Linked DNA regions of Mus musculus: region 2 is linked to region 1. Evidence: chromatin contacts called from public Hi-C data. All regions are on one chromosome and are shown on one strand. Each heading gives the region's core, a stretch centred on a gene start, on an enhancer-like site or on the middle of the called end of the contact. The rest is flanking DNA. Distances are from core to core; before and after follow the strand shown.

Region 1 (7,787 bases), core at 2,724-5,223:
ATTGTGGCTTACAACCATTTTTAACTCCAGTTTTAGAGGACTTCTTCTGATCTCCACATGGGCCAGGCATAGATGTGTTATACATACATGCATGCGGGAGAATACTCATATGTACACAATAAATAAATCTAAAAAACAAAACAAAACAAAAAACTTTGCAGTTCATCCACCTGGGTCTATCTTTCATTTTACCAGGACACAATGTCACAGAGAGGCCGATTCACCTGAAAACATGCTCATGAGATAGAAGGAATAATTATCACCTCCATGACCTCATGGACTTGTCCTCATAGAAGCTATTGACACACTTTCTTCATGGCCTTCTTCACAAGGCCTCTTCTGTGAAGAACTGAACTTCACTCCATACCCCCAATGTCCTATTGATGCTTAGATTGCTACCTCCAGGTCTAAGATAACATTAAACTGTGCATCGGTTGCCTAGCTGGAATGGAATAACAGCAGGCAGTATTTTGAAAGGTTAATAAGTGAATATCATATGCAAACAGTTTATGGGCTGTGACTAGGATGTTACTCTGGCATTCTCAGCTCCTCCACACTGGATAAATTCAAATGAGCCCCACACAGCTTAGTGTAGGAAACAAATTGCATCAGAAACAAAGTAGTGTACCCCAAGATGTGAAAGGGGACTATGGCAAAAATAGCCATAGTACCAACTACATGTTGGAGGAGGCAGTATATTATTTCTTAACCTTCTAAAATAGACAGGTTTCCTGAGGCATGGTTTTCTGTCCAGGTGTCTGACAAGACAGTTTGGACTAACTTATAAGAAAAGAAACAATAGTCTTTCTTTTTCTTTATCAAAAAGCGACTTACCACCCAGTCTAGAAATATAACTCAGATACCATTTTTAGATTTGAAAGAATTAAAGATAAAATAAATCAATAAAAATGACCATATTTCCCCAGCAGAAATCAGGCTCCCCTTAGCAGGCTTCAGCAAAGCCTTTTGCACTCGCCTTTTCCTCTTTCATACAGTATTTTAAATCTTTTTTTTTTCAAACATAGTATGTATTTATTTTTTGAAAAATGTCAAACATGTGTGCAATGTATTTTGATATCTTTGCCCCATTTAACTTCCTCTAGATCTCTCCCATACATACCCTTTTCAACCTTATGTCCTCTGTAGTTTCCACCAATATCCCACTGAGTCCATGTGGTGCTATGCATGTCTGAATAGGTTTAGGGTCATCTACTGGAGCATAAGCAACCTACATATAGTAGCCACCCATGAAAGAAAAATGACTTTCCCTTCCCCAGCAGCCGTCAACTTCAAATACCTCCTCAGTTAGAGGTGAACACTCTTAGATTCCTCCCCCAGCCCTGTAAGAGAGTCAACCAGTTTGATCTGGTGTGGTTATTATTAAGGTAACCACAAATGTTGTGCCTTTGTGTGTGTACCAGCCATCTCACAACCAGAAGACAAACTCGCATACCTTCTCCTCCAACACCCTACAGCTTTCTCACATTTCTGTTAGGTTTCCAGAGACTTGGGTAAAGGAAGGTGATACAGATAGCTCATCTCTGGCTAAATACTCACAGTCACTTATTCCCAGCACTTTGTGATAAGTTATTTTCTGCTGAAGAAATGAGCCAATTCAAGTCTAATTAAAGTATATAAAGGCAAGTTTACTGGAAAGTTGCTCTCAGGTGGGTTCACTGGTCCTAAGGAGGCCAGGGAAATTGCCCTGAGGAGGAAGATAAAGGGGAGAGGGGGAAAAAAAAAAGCAAGAAAGAGCATGTTCATGCAGGGAGAGAGAGAGAGAAAGGGAGAGAGGAGACCAAAATCTCTGGACTATATAGGAAAAAAACTCCTGGGGGAAGGGAAACCCAGCCCCTGGGCTGGAAAGTTAGTTCAGAGCAGAGTGCAAGAATAGCCAGCCATGCAGGTTACAGGTAGGGACTATGGGATGCTGGAAGAACCTGGCAGCCAGGTCCACTTTGGTATGTTAAATATCCACCTCAGCTCCTTGTCTAGGCTCTGAATCCTAACACCAGTTGTGAGTCTGCTTGCATAAACCACTACCCATTGTAAGAAAAGAGAAGGAAAAGGAAAGGAAAGAAAAGGAAAGAAAAGGAAAGGAAAGGAAAGGAAAGGAAAGGAAAGGAAAGGAAAGGAAAGGAAAGGAAAGGAAAGGAAAGGAAGAGAAGAGAAGAGAAGAGAAAAGAAAAGAAAAGAAAGCAAAAGAAAAGAAAAAGATAATCTCTCATGAAGGCTAAGAACAACAAAAATTTATAGGTACGTACATAAAAATTTTGAAGGTAGTTTAATAATATTGCCATTCAGCAAAAATATTAATAATATGTTCCTCTCCCTGAATAGCCTATTACCTTCCCAGCTCTGTGCTTCTAACCAGATTTACAGTAAAAAAATATGAAATCTCTCCTTAAGAAGAGCTATCAAATCCAAACAGAAAGTAGTTTGTTGTACCTATAACAACTATGCCACTATTATACCAGTGTGCCCATCTTGTCTAGCTGGTTGTTATTGTAAGATACAGTGTTTAAGGTTGGGCAGGACAACTGATAATCTTTTTTTTCCCCTCGAAGCCTACATAGCACCTTTTGGTATTATGAAAGCTAGCCAGAAAAGGAAGAATCTCCAAGTCATTTAGAGATTGATTCATCTACATCTTGCAAGCAAAGTATCTTATATCTTCAGCTATAATATCCTACCATCTAGTTATGATGGGCAAGATAGAATAATGGCAATAATCTGTGCTGTTTTGAGTGCCACTGAGGTCTCCCTGACCATAAGGAGTTATCCCAGAGCACTAAGATTTTCAATTGCTAACCCATGATTTCTGGGAGCAGCATTGTCCACCCATTCTGTTTAAGCTCCTTTTCATGTTTCAATTATGTTTTTTAATTCACTTAAAAACAAGTGGGTTTCCATAAATCTCAGTTACATCCGTGGTTGAATTAGTCTACTCCCCTCCTGTCTTATCTATTCTACCCTTGTTCAAATCTTTAAAGCCTCCTTCCCAGTTTTCCATGTCACATGTATTTTACTATCACCCTCACATTAATATTTTAATTCTTAAAGAGAGCAATGTAATATTTTCTTCTCCCTTAAAATTAGTGTACTAGGAGGAACAAAAGAAGAAGGTGTTTAAAACTGGTTGTGAGGAAGGCATCTATCCTTAATAATTTTCAAGCATGCTAATTTCAGCCTACCAACATAACAAACCATGGAATTATGAATATCACTAATATAAAATTATTTCACAAAACATACACCTGGTTAAACAGATAAGCTAGAAATGATACATCCCCTGAGTATGTCAATTTCATAAAATTAATTACAACTCTACTTTATGAGTTAATAATAAATATTCATCAAGTCTAAGACATAGCTTTGAGCATTAGAAATAGCACCAATTTATTTACATAGCACTTTATAATTTCACAGAGCACATTTAGAGAGAAAGAATTATTTGATTTCTATTCACACTATGGAAGTAAGTTTCAATGCCAGCCACAACCAGTGCTTAATGTATCCATCTCTCTCTCTCTCTCTCACTCTCTCTCTCAAACACACACACACACACATAAACATCTAAATGTCTGAGCTATAATTGAAATCTGCAGTGGCCGATTAATCAGTCAGCTCCTAATAGCCTCTTTATTATGATTAGCAAATGCAAACATTGCTTAGTTTTAGCCTCCTCCCCCACCTCCAAGACTGCTGCTCTCAGAAAAGGGCAGCTGTGTCTTAGAATTCACTATCCACATCAGGTCCAAAAGCTCCAGGGAGAGAGGACAGAAATAAACACACATATTACTGCCTTTCCTGCCTACCAACTAATTTCTTTTCCTGGCCAACATCCTCAAAATTATGATAATGAAGTGGTTCATGAGACTGTGAAAGAGAAGTTGCTAGGCTTAAGCCACAGTGGAGGAGGGGAGGTTAGTTCCCTATACAGCTGCAGGGCCTTTCCTTGCCAGGCAGAGCAGCCTTATCTACAGAAAGTCAAAGAAAAGACAGAAAAGACTTGGTTGGTTGGCTCTGTGCTCATCCTGAGAGTGGGCTTGAAGCCCACTGTACTACAAGCCCTCTCTCTTTGGCAGCAAATGCAAAAGAAATATCACAAAGAACCAGTCAAAGACCGGTATCGCGGACTCCCTGGCATTTGTTTAATCTCTTAGCACTTTTAATAGAGTTAAGCAGAGTTGACTTAGCTAACAAGGAAGGGCGAGAAATCGAATCTGGATTGGCATTTGTGTTAAACTAAGGTAGGTTAGAGTTTTACCTAATTGCAGATGGGGAAAGACATAAAAATAAAAACATAAAATAAAATAAAATAAAAAATTTGTGTAAGTCTTAACTAACTCTATGAACTACATATCCAATAGCTTGTTCCAGTGCTGACATTTCTGCTCTAAAATTGTAGAACCATAGAAGTTTAAAGTTTTTTTTAAAAGAAATTAAAGTAGGTCCCCTAATAGAACCCTTTTACTAAGGGGAGACTAATTTGGTGGCACACACTTAAAACCTCAGCAGTTAGGAGACAAACAGGAGAATCTGGGTTCTAGGCCAACCTAGGTTACAGAGCAAGATCATCTATGCCCCATCCCAAATGCAGGGATAGGAAAAAGAGGAAAGACGGGGTGAAGGGTAGAGATGAAGGAAAGATGGAGGTAGCAGATTGGCAAACTAACTTAGAATACTTTCTCCAACTTAAGGGGACCCACTTTAGGCTCTGATCTTCAATGGAATGTTCTAGTGTTCTTTCTGGGAACAAAGCCTGGCACAACGTTTACTGAACAAGTTTACTTATGTCCATTTCCTTTAAGTAGTTACTTCAAAAATAAAAGAAAATGAGGTAGTCAGTCATAGAAAGGCAGCTTGGCATTGTTTGCATAATCTGGAACTTTCGAACAGGATGATCCAAATAAGGAAGTTACTCATGTTTTAATCAATCAGATCACGACAATCCTGCTCAGTCACATTGTAAGGTCTAAAACTAAAAACTCCTTGAAGTTTGAAACTATGACCAATTATGAGGCCTTTTACTAATATTCCTGACAGTCAATGTATTAAAACTCAGACTTGAGTTCTTCTCATTTGCAAATAGGAATAAAGAAGCCAAGACAAGGTTCATCAAAGCTCTCAAGCTAGAGACTGCCTCAGAGCAGGCAAATGGATGAAACACTCAGCCCTAAATGGGATTTCTCCATCACCTTTCTCCCATCAGCAATCAGGGAACCCTGCAGAAGAGGTGGTGGAAAAAGTGTAAGAGCCAGAGGGCAAAGAAGGCCCTCTAAATCATCAGCAATGACACACATGTGAGCTCACAAGAGACTGAGACAACATCCACAGAGCCTATGCAGGACTGTACCAGATTGGGTTCTTAGAATTGAAATGAGTGGACACATGAACCCGTTCCTAAACCAGAAGCAATCTCCAATTGATAATTACTTGCAAATGAGAATTGACTTTCCTCCAAGAAAGCCTCATTGGGGAAATAAACTACTTTAGGAATAAGCTGTATGCCCAGCTGTAGACACCCAAAAGAAATGAACTCTGCTGCAACTTTGCAAGTTCTTTATCTCACAATGTCAAGTTAAGCAAGGCCTTTCTTTTCTTTTCTCTTCTTTTCTTTTCTTTTCTTTTCTTTCTTTTCTTCCTTCCTTCCTTCCTTTCTTTCTTTCTTTCTTTCTCTCTTCCTTCCTTCCTCCCTCCCTCCCTCCCTCCCTTCCTCTTTCTCTCTTTCTCTCTCTTTCTCTTTCTCTCTCTCTTTCTTTCTTTCTTTCTTTCTTTTTCCTTCTCTTATTTTTTACTTTAAGTTTATTTTATTTATATTTTTTCTTCTTTCTTTTTACTCTACAGGTACTTTGGATATATTCTATGGCTTCCTGGGTTTTTTCTGTTTGTTTGGTTGGTTTTGGTGTGTGTGTGTGTGTGTGTGTGTGTGTGTGTGTGTGTGTGTGTGTGTGTGTGTTGGGTGCAGAGCAGCTAAAAGTTTCTAAGAACCAGGGAATCAGGGAATCTATTTTGAGATTGTATCTTGTACAAATGTCAAAAGCTATACCAAAAATGTCACATCAACATGACTATCTAAACAGGAGCTGAGCAAGCATAACAATGAACATGCTAACGTGGACGGAGGAAAGACCCAGAAGTCTTTTTTTATTGTCTAGTTGGAGTTTTCATTGCTGTGAAGAGACACCATGATCAAGGCAACTATTATAAGGGGCTGGCTTACAGTTTCAGAGGTTCAGTCCATTATCATCATGGTGGAAAGCAAAATAGTATCCAGGCAGACATGGTACTAAAAGAATAGAGTTCTACATTTTGATCTGAAGGCAGACAGAGGATGCTATCTTCCAGAGACACCAGGAGGAGCATCTGTATCACACTGGCCAGACTTGAGCATATATATATGTGATCTCAAAGCCCTGCCTCCACAGTGACACACTTCCTCTAACAAGGCTACACCTTCTCCAGTAAGGATACCTCCTAAATGCCACTTCCCATGGGGCAAGTATATTCAAATTACCAGTTATCCAATACCAAATTATCAGTTCTAAAAACTATAAACAAGTAACATTATATAGACTGAGCAGGTTGCATTTGTATATTTAGGAATATATGCAACAATAATCAAAATGGAAGCCATGAATTTGAAAGAAATCAAAGAGGGTGACATGGGAAGGTTTGAAGGGAGAAAAAGGAGAAAGAAACTAATGCAGTTCTATTATATAAAAGGAATAATTTTACAAAGACAAAATTTATCTGGACAGTTATTTTAAAATCATATATAATTTCTATTAAATCTTTGAGATTTTCATGCAATGTATCTTGATCATATTCATCAACAATTCCTCCAAGACCCATTCCTTCCTACCATTCCCTTCCAAAATTTGTGTTCTCTCTCCCTCCCTCCATCCTTCCCTTCCACTCTTCATCCCTCTTCAGGAAAGATTATTTTTCAGTAGATGTTCTGGACTTGTGGCTCTTATGATCATTCCGCTTCCATCCTGGGTCTTAAGTGTAAAAATTATGGAAATTAATCAGTTAATGCTGATCGCTTGTGGGTTATGGGATGATACATATGTCCTTGCTGCTTTCTGAAATGTTTAGTACAATGGGTGAATGTACAATACCTCATAGTTGAAAAACAAAACAAAAGTAACAGACATACACACACACACACACACACACACACACACGAAAGGGTTCTGAGCGCATAAGAAGCATGGTTATATGACTAAGTCATACTGTATGCATGTATAAAAATATCAGAACCAATCCCATTAATATGTATAAGGAATTATGCTGGGAAATTTAATTGCAAAAAAAATGATTAAGAACAATGCATTTAAGGGATTAGGCATATATCTAAGCAGCTGCTGTGCAGTGTGTTGTGATGAGGACATCAGCTCTGTACTCTTGGCTGGAAGATACTTTCACCTATGATAGCCTGTGAACAATTTGAATCTAAGTTTGGCCCAAGGATCAGCCTCACAGAATTCCAGTGAGCAGCCATAAATTGACAAAATAAATACCATGCCCACTTAGACTCATAAAAAAACTTAAAGCTTTTGTTCTGTTTTTTTGCAAATAGATAGGAAATTTGAAAAAGAAAGGAAGAGAGAAAGAAGGAAGTTGTACTTCCACAATGACATCGCCCCACATTCCTTCAGACAGGTAGGCCTGCAGGGACAAGTATATGAAAGGAGGCGGGACGTGGAGTGCAGGAAGCAGCAGTGTAGAAACAGTTCCAGGAACAGAGGAATAAAAAGGCACTAAGTTAGAGGGTAGGG
Region 2 (7,787 bases), core at 3,868-6,367, 520 kb after region 1:
GTAGGATTAACATAGTAAAAATGGCTATCCTACCAAAAGCAGTCACAGATTCAATGCAATCACATTTACAACACAATTTTTGAAGAACAATACTAACTTTATAGGAAAACCCAGAAAACTCAGGAGAACTAAAACAATCTATCCTGAATAATTAAGTAACTTCCAGAAATATCATCATTCCTGATTTCAAGCTGTCCTACAGAGCCAAGCCACATGGTATTAGTATAAAAACAGACAGTTGATTAGTGAAATCATATTGAAGACCCAGACATAAATCCGCATACCCATGGGCATCTGAGTTTTGATAAAGAAGGCAAAATTATTTAACAGAAAAAAGAAAGCATCTTCAACAAATGGTTCTCATCTAATTGAATATATGCATGTAAACGATTGCAGATAGATTTATTTCTATCATCCTGCAGAAAACTGATGTCCATGTGGATCAGAGACTCCAACCTAAAACCAGATACATCGAACCTGATAGAAAAGGAAGTGAGGAACACAGGGGATAACTTCCTGAACAGAACACCAATAAATAGCACAGGCAGTAAGATCAACAATTAATAAATGAGCCCTCATAAAGCTGACAAGCTTTATCAGGCAGAACAAACATGACTTTTCTGTTGCAGATGTTCCATGGGTGTTGGGGCCTGTGAGTCACTCACCAGAACAGTAGAAAGCCTGGGAGATGTGAACTCTGAGATTAGCACCTGACATGTGATTGAAACAATTCCAAAACCGGTTAAATGTGTCTCTCTTCAAAATATATAGAATGGAAGTTCACATCATTTCCATGGCGTGTGGTCATGTCTGATGAACTCTAATGGAGTCACACTCTCTGGGATCGAGCTGAACTGGGGAGGTCATGCATGACCTTCCTCAGATGCTGGTCAGTTGCCGCATCAGCCCCTCAGGAATATAGGCATGCAGTGTTTGCTGCAGTTTGTAACACAGCTGTGCTGGACAGTCTCACTGGTGGAATACTAAAAACTTGTATAAATGAGTATTTTGAATATGCAGAGCTTGGTATGGGAAACCTTAGATTGAATTTAAGAACGCTGAAACTGTTTTCCTTCTTCTTAGCTTCAGTAACTTGTGATTGGTGGTTGGCTATCCAGTTGTTCATCCTCACATCAATGCACTGCCAATGGTAAGTAAGGTGCCTCTCCTTTTTCTCCTGTACCATGGTGTGTTATGTTAGTGCTTTATAGCTGTGCTGATTCTTGTTTTCTAGAGACGTTTGAGAATTAAAAATTTCTCAAAAATCTCAGAAAGCTCAAAAGTTTATTATTTTAAACATTCTCATTTTCCTGTTATTTTTATGGTTACCTAGTGTCTTACTTTTTATTGTTGTGCTGAGTCAACATGACTAAGGCAACTTAAAGAAGAAAGCATTTAATGGGAGCTTATTATTATTATTATTTTACGGGGTTAGAGTCCATGACCACCAAGGCTGGGAGCATGGCAGTAGTCAGGTTGGCACAGTGCTTGGGCAGTGGCTGAGAGCTTACATGCTGACACAACAATCATGAGACAGAGAGACCTAACTGGGAATTGTCGAGCTTTTGAGACCTCAAGTCTACCCCAGTGATGTGTCTCCTCCAATAAGGCCACACCTCCTAGTTCTTCCCAGTCTCAGAACCTAGGACCCAAGCACGTGAATACAGGGGACTGTGGGGGCCATTCTCACTCAGCCAAAAATAGGATGGAAATATGATCTTTTGTGTGAAATGAACTACATTTTGTGAGTAGAATTGTTTTTGTTAAAAATTTGATATTGATAGTAATAATTCCTTTACTTTTGTTAATCATTTTAGTGAGTTTTGGGACATTGTGCTTATCTTGATGTTACTAGTTAATATGCAGCTAAATGTATAATATTTTACATTTTTATTTAGTTGTTAACTTTAGGGGGGAAGACACTTTTATCTCTTTAGAAAGGTTTAGAAGTCTTTGACTTTGAATTATAAATAAATCTCAGCTGTTATGTAATAATCACCACATTTCCTATTTGGTGACTTGTGGTAATTCAATAGTAGTGTTGTATTAAATTCCCAAGATTTATTTGTGCTATAGGTTAAGTGGTTTCACAAACTAAAATTCAGAATGATTTTATCCTACTTTAATATTGTATGTTTGGGGTGCCTTTGCTCCCTGTCTTAGAATTTTTTTCAATTAAAAATTTATTTGACAATCTGTGTGACATCTGTTTCATTTTCTTCTTCTAACCCCCTCCCCCCTCACTCCCTCTGGAATAATCCTTCTCTCTAGCATATGAATGTACCACCTGGACCCCCTATTTTTCTTCTTTTTGAGATTGGGTCTCCCTGTTAGCTTAGGTTGCGGTAGATTCAGAGAGATCGGCCTGCCTCTGCCTCCTGAGTGCTGGGCATGAAGGCGTGTGTGCACCGATGCATTCACCATAGGCTTAATCATGGTTTATTTTGGTGAATGGGTGTAGGATTATTTGCTGGAGTTGAGGCAGCTTTCGAGTGGCTACACTTCTGAAGAGAAAGGACATCCCACCCCCAGCAGCCATTACCAGCCACTGGAGCCTTTTAACTGTATTCCTCCTATTTGGCTGTTGTGTGTTTGGGGATAAATAAATAGTAGAGTGAACGGCAGTCCTCCATACCCCACATTTATAATTGCTGAGGTTTATTACTTGTGCTACATCAACAATGATCTGAAGATATTAAATAGAAAATCACAGAAATAAACTAGTGACTTTTCAGCCGAGCACTGCTGGGAAGAGTGTGTAAACTTGTCTTGCCCTGGGCATGAAGCCTCCTTCCCCAGGGACTCGCTTTTCCTGTCCGCTTGTCACTCATCTATCAGGGTACCTGCATGCCAGTCCTTTCTAGTATAAGGAAGAGACTATTTCCCGGTTTCCTCTGAAACTTTCATGTGCAGGTGTTTGGTGAGAGGGCCTGGTCCTAGTGAGCACTGTTGATATAAACACTGGGGATTGGTGACCCCTTTGCCACCTTCTCTGGACCATACATGGAGCTTATATTGCTTTACTTCTTAAAATACACTTCACATGACTGGAACTGGCAGTTTTCCTGTGCAAGTTATTTTGTATTTTTCTCTGGAATTCATTGGTGACCATGTCATGTGATGATTTTTACTCTTTTGCTTCAAACATGTATTAGAGAGGAAAGCTATAGCTCCTTCTGCCACCCACAGCCCCTCTTACAGATGTTCTTTCTGATAAGTTCTGCCCTGATGTGCCCTGCTGCCTGATTAGTGTGGCCATTGACACATCAGTTTTATTCCTAAATATTTCACTATTAGAAGTTGCATACTCCTACATAATTGCAATATCATTCTTCTGCTTTAAACTGGCATTAACTTTTTCATGTGAGAAGGAATATAAGTACATATTGCATTCACATTTGAAACCACAAACCAGGTGCTGTCTTCACTGTTGTTAATGCAGCAGTGGTTGAGCGTTTAGAAGTCTGTCTAGACCTGCACCGCTGTCATTTCCTTTTCTCTGGGTATAGGTTAGGTCCTTTCTGGAAACAGCGTTCTAACAATACTTGTCTCGCCTGATTGTCCTCTTCTAGTTTCTATATATGGTGTCTGGAAGTCCATCCATGTTGAAGCCAAAGCACGATTTCCTCTATCTTATTTGCCTTGTCTGTTTTTTGAGACAGGGTCTCATTTAGCCTGGCTAGCCTGGTGCTTGATATGTAGACCAGGCAGGCCTGGAACGCACCAAGATCCATCCACCTGTCTTGTCTCCTCTTCAGTGATGGTAATAAAGATGTGCACCATAACGCCTATGCTGTTCCCTGCTTATTTTCAGAGGCTGAAGAACACACCATCTTATGCATGTTTTTCTTTGATTAGTGTCTTGCTTTGTGGGCATTTGGATTGCTTCTGTTTTGGTTAATTCATGGTAGAGTTATGTGAGATTTTGATTTCAGATTTTAAGAAGTTCTTTTTGGATTTCTGAGCAGGCTTTTTGTAGCAAGCAGGTGTTTTTGTTTATCTTTTCTGACAATTTCCATACTGTGATCCAAATGTTGGTTATCTCATAGGTATGAGATGTTGACATTTTTTAATAGCTTTTAAGTTTCTTGAAAATTCTTATGTTTTTTTATAGAATGGCAACAAGATGACTAGTTACTGTGCACAGTTTACTTAATTATCCCTCTCTAACTGTCTGTAGAGTTTCCCCTACTCAACTTTGTTAATTGTATCTTTTTAGGGAAACGCTCATCTTTTCCTTGTATTTTCTGTAAATCAACAGTTAGGTCCAAGGGTTTGATCTAATCTTGGTCTCACCCCTCATTATGTAGATAGAAGCCTAGAAAGGCTTTACCAGTCCTTCACTACTAGTAGTACTTCACTAGTACATCCCTGAAGAAGCATCTAACAGTTGAGAATGCTCATTGCTGATCATGGCCTAGATGCCAAATTCATTATTCTATGAGTGTGCACAAACATTAATGTTTCTATAAAGAAAGCCTCTTGTGTCCTGACTTATACAGGAGAGGCATGCATGTTTTGTTTTGCTTTGTTTTTTCTTTCTTTACTGGTTTTTAAATACTGACTTGTTCCCCAGGTTTCTAGAAGGTAGGATTTGTTTCAGTGCTACTGCTTTGTGGTTTTATTATTACTGATGTCAATCAGATTTTCATGGCTAAGGGAGCCTTTTCAAGCTGATGTTGCAGTCTTTGAAATGATGTGAATAGACATTCATATTCTGTCTTTGTTTTTTTTTTGTTTTTTGGTTCTTTTTTGAGACAGGGTTTTCTCTGTGTAGCCCTGGCTGTCCTGGAACTCACTCTGTAGACCAGGCTGGCCTCGAACTCAGAAACCCGCCTGCCTCTGCCTCCCAAGTGCTTAGTTTAAAGCCACCACTGTGGCGCACACCTTTAATCCCAGGAGGCAGAGGCAGGCGGGTTTCTGAGTTCAAGGCCAGCCTGGTCTATAAAGTGAGTTCCAGGACAGTCAGGACTACACAGAAAAATCCTGTCTCAAAAAAACAAAACAAAACAAAACAAACAAACAAAAAACCCCCCAGTTTTAATGTCCTTCATCTTTCTGCATGTCCCTGGTCCCCACGTCAGTCCTGTTTGCTTTCAGTACAAAGCAGAAGTGAAGCCACAGTATTGGGTTCAGGAAGTGGTTGATTCTGGGGCAGCAATGTAAGTGTGTGATACAGTGTTTCTGATACAAACTTAGCATTTTATTTTTAAAATACAACTCCTTTGCCAGTATTTTCATGATGAAAAAAAAACCTGTTAGTGAAGTTTACATAAACTTGATTATTTTGTATACTTATGCATGTGATATATGTAATAATTAGGAAATATTTAAAAATAAACAAAATTATACAGGAAAAAACTCACCAATATGTTAAGTATTAGCAGTCATATTAATCATAGCTAATGCTGACTATACTAATTGCTATATTGCTTACATATTAATAATATAATATGTAATTATTGTTAACAATGATGTTAATTTTTATCCAGTATTTCAATTATATTTAATAGTGAATAATAAAGTGACATGTAATTAAGTATATTAAATATAGAATTTGGTTCTCTGATACAACATGTATGTATGTATGTATGTATGTATGTATGTATGTATGTATGTATATAGCACAGGATGGCCTTCAATTCAATTTTCCTTTTGCAGCCTTCAAGTGCTGAGATTACAGTGTACCACCTGCTTCTCCAGAGCACAGTTCTGGATGTCCAGGATACCTGGAGCCAGTGCTCCTCTGTGATAGAGAAAGGGATGAGTGCTGTATTTATTTCCCCCCCCCCCTCCCCCGGAAGTTTAGTGTTATGTTTTCCAATTGTTTTTTGTTGGGGGGTGGAGTGGGGTAGGGATGTTTGTCTCACTTTGGCTCAAGTTGCCCTTGACCTAACAATGCCATCAACGTGACCTGACACATGTGCTTTCTGGGTTTCTGAGTTGCCAGGATGACTTAAGGTCCACATTTCCTTTAAGTATTTAAGTAAGCCTTGTGTGAGCACCACACCCCGACTCCGCATTTGTTTGGCTGCATTTGATTTATGTATGTTATTTGGTTAAATTTTTGATTGGATACCATTTCTTGGTGTGGTATAGTCTTGCTTTTTCCCCGTAAGTGCTTAAAAAAAGAAAACAACACAAACTACAGTTTGTTTACCTTTAAAAATGTAGGTATAGGGGCTAAAGAAGTAATAGTGTCATGCCCTCTGTGGCCTCCTTGGATACCAGGCATACACATGGTGGACAGATATACATGGTAGCAGATACCCATTAGATAGAAAGAAATACACTTTGTTTGCATGCGTGTTGTGTGTAAAATAGGCAGTTTAGAGTGTACTTTGTAATCATCTGAGATTATTTACCATGGTTCTTCTGATTGACATCTCTGCCGGAAGGTGTTATGAAGACTATATGCAGGTCCTTTAAATGTTCCATGAGTAATTTCTTGCTTCACAGATAAGTTTGTGAACCTGTTCCATCAGTCTTAGCTCCATTTTTAAATTGATGTTCTGATTCTTTAGTTATTCCACAACAATGTAATATCTAACTTCATTTAACACGACTTCTGAGCTTAGAACCATGAGGCTGGCTCTGTTGGGACTATTAGTTTCTATAGAATTGAATGCTTAATCATAACTGTTTGTTTTCAAGTACATCTAAATGTTCCGGTGGGGAGGTATAGAAAGGGGATGAAAGGCTACACATACTGACTACCTTTGGAAGAGTAGTTTGTGGAGGTTTGGGGGAGTGTATCAGCCCCATTCTTTGTTGATGTGTGGACAGGCTTTGAGAAGGGCGGGTTTGTTCTGCTCAGCACTTCCTAAAGGACCTGTGGCAGAGACACAGCCCAGCCCCACTCCCTGGTGCACAACGTTGCTTTCTATGGACTTGTCCAGAAGCTCAGAAAAGTTGAAAGGTGTGTCCAGGTACTGCATACCAGGAGTTGATCATCCTGGAAGAGCAACCTAAGTAAGACTTTATGTTTGTGTCTGTGTTTCATTCTCTGCCTCAAACTCTAGGTAGGACTTAAAGCACCATGATGAATAAGAATTGAGAGAATAGGGTCCCTTGTCTCAGTTCAGATTTTAGAGGAGTGTTTCTCCCATATAGTACAATGTTGGCCATAAGTTTGTTGTATACAACCTTTGTTAGGCTGAGATATGCTCCTTCTAATTCTTGGCTTTTTTTTTTTTTTTAATGAAGGAGTTTTGTCCTTAATTCTTTTTATGTGCTGAGTTGCACTTAGAGTTTTGTGTATGTTGAACCAACCTGCATCTCTAGGGTAAAATCAGCTTTGGTGTGTGATCTTAAAAAGTATTCTTGAATTTGATTTGTAAGAATTTTATGAGTTTTTACATATGTGTTTGTTGGGGAAATTATCTGTGGCTTGATCTGTGTAGTTATTCAGTACGGGTATCAGTGTACCACTGTTGTAGTAGAATGAGTTGGAGGAGCCTACATGCTAGGAAGGGAGAACTCTGACAAGAGAGAGTCTATCCTGAACTTGACCATCCCTTTTCTCCTGGAAAAGTATATCAGAGTTACAAGTTGGGTGGGATTTGCCCAGACATCTATCTGAATGAGAACTTGTTTTGTTGCGAAGCTTTCCAGTTACTTGTTTCAATAGCACTGATACTAAGTTGCTTATATCATTTTAATTCTCCTAGGTACTACACGGGTTAGAAACGTACCCATTCCATGTAGTTTTTTTTTTTAAGAGTATAAATGTTTACAGAATTTCTAAATGATTGGCTTATTAAATTGAAAGCTGTACTAACCCTACC

Evidence for each region. Hi-C and Micro-C count contacts between places; a contact is called where the count stands out from the background.
Region 2: a Hi-C map of bone marrow-derived macrophages shows a contact between it and region 1, with 11 read pairs. The contact joins two enhancer-like sites. A contact is called at or near these places in 2 of 484 Hi-C or Micro-C datasets (bone marrow-derived macrophages and liver) and 1 of 115 datasets of contacts at active chromatin or transcription factors (embryonic stem cells).

What each region holds. Positions count from the first base shown.
Region 1 is chr3:21,630,113-21,637,899 of GRCm38.p6, forward strand. No RefSeq gene overlaps it. Among named protein-coding and RNA genes, the nearest start is that of Gm31693, 69 kb to the right of the region's middle. Within about 2 kb of position 3,974, at least 73 of the 459 cell types and tissues checked have an H3K27ac peak or open chromatin away from gene starts, as enhancers often do. A contact at or near this core is called in bone marrow-derived macrophages, where this site is marked.
Region 2 is chr3:22,147,859-22,155,645 of GRCm38.p6, forward strand. Tbl1xr1 (transducin (beta)-like 1X-linked receptor 1) reads left to right here. Exons shown (of 16, transcript NM_030732.3): 2 at 1,084-1,150. Among named protein-coding and RNA genes, the nearest start is that of Tbl1xr1, 75 kb to the left of the region's middle. Within about 2 kb of position 5,118, at least 44 of the 459 cell types and tissues checked have an H3K27ac peak or open chromatin away from gene starts, as enhancers often do. A contact at or near this core is called in bone marrow-derived macrophages, where this site is marked.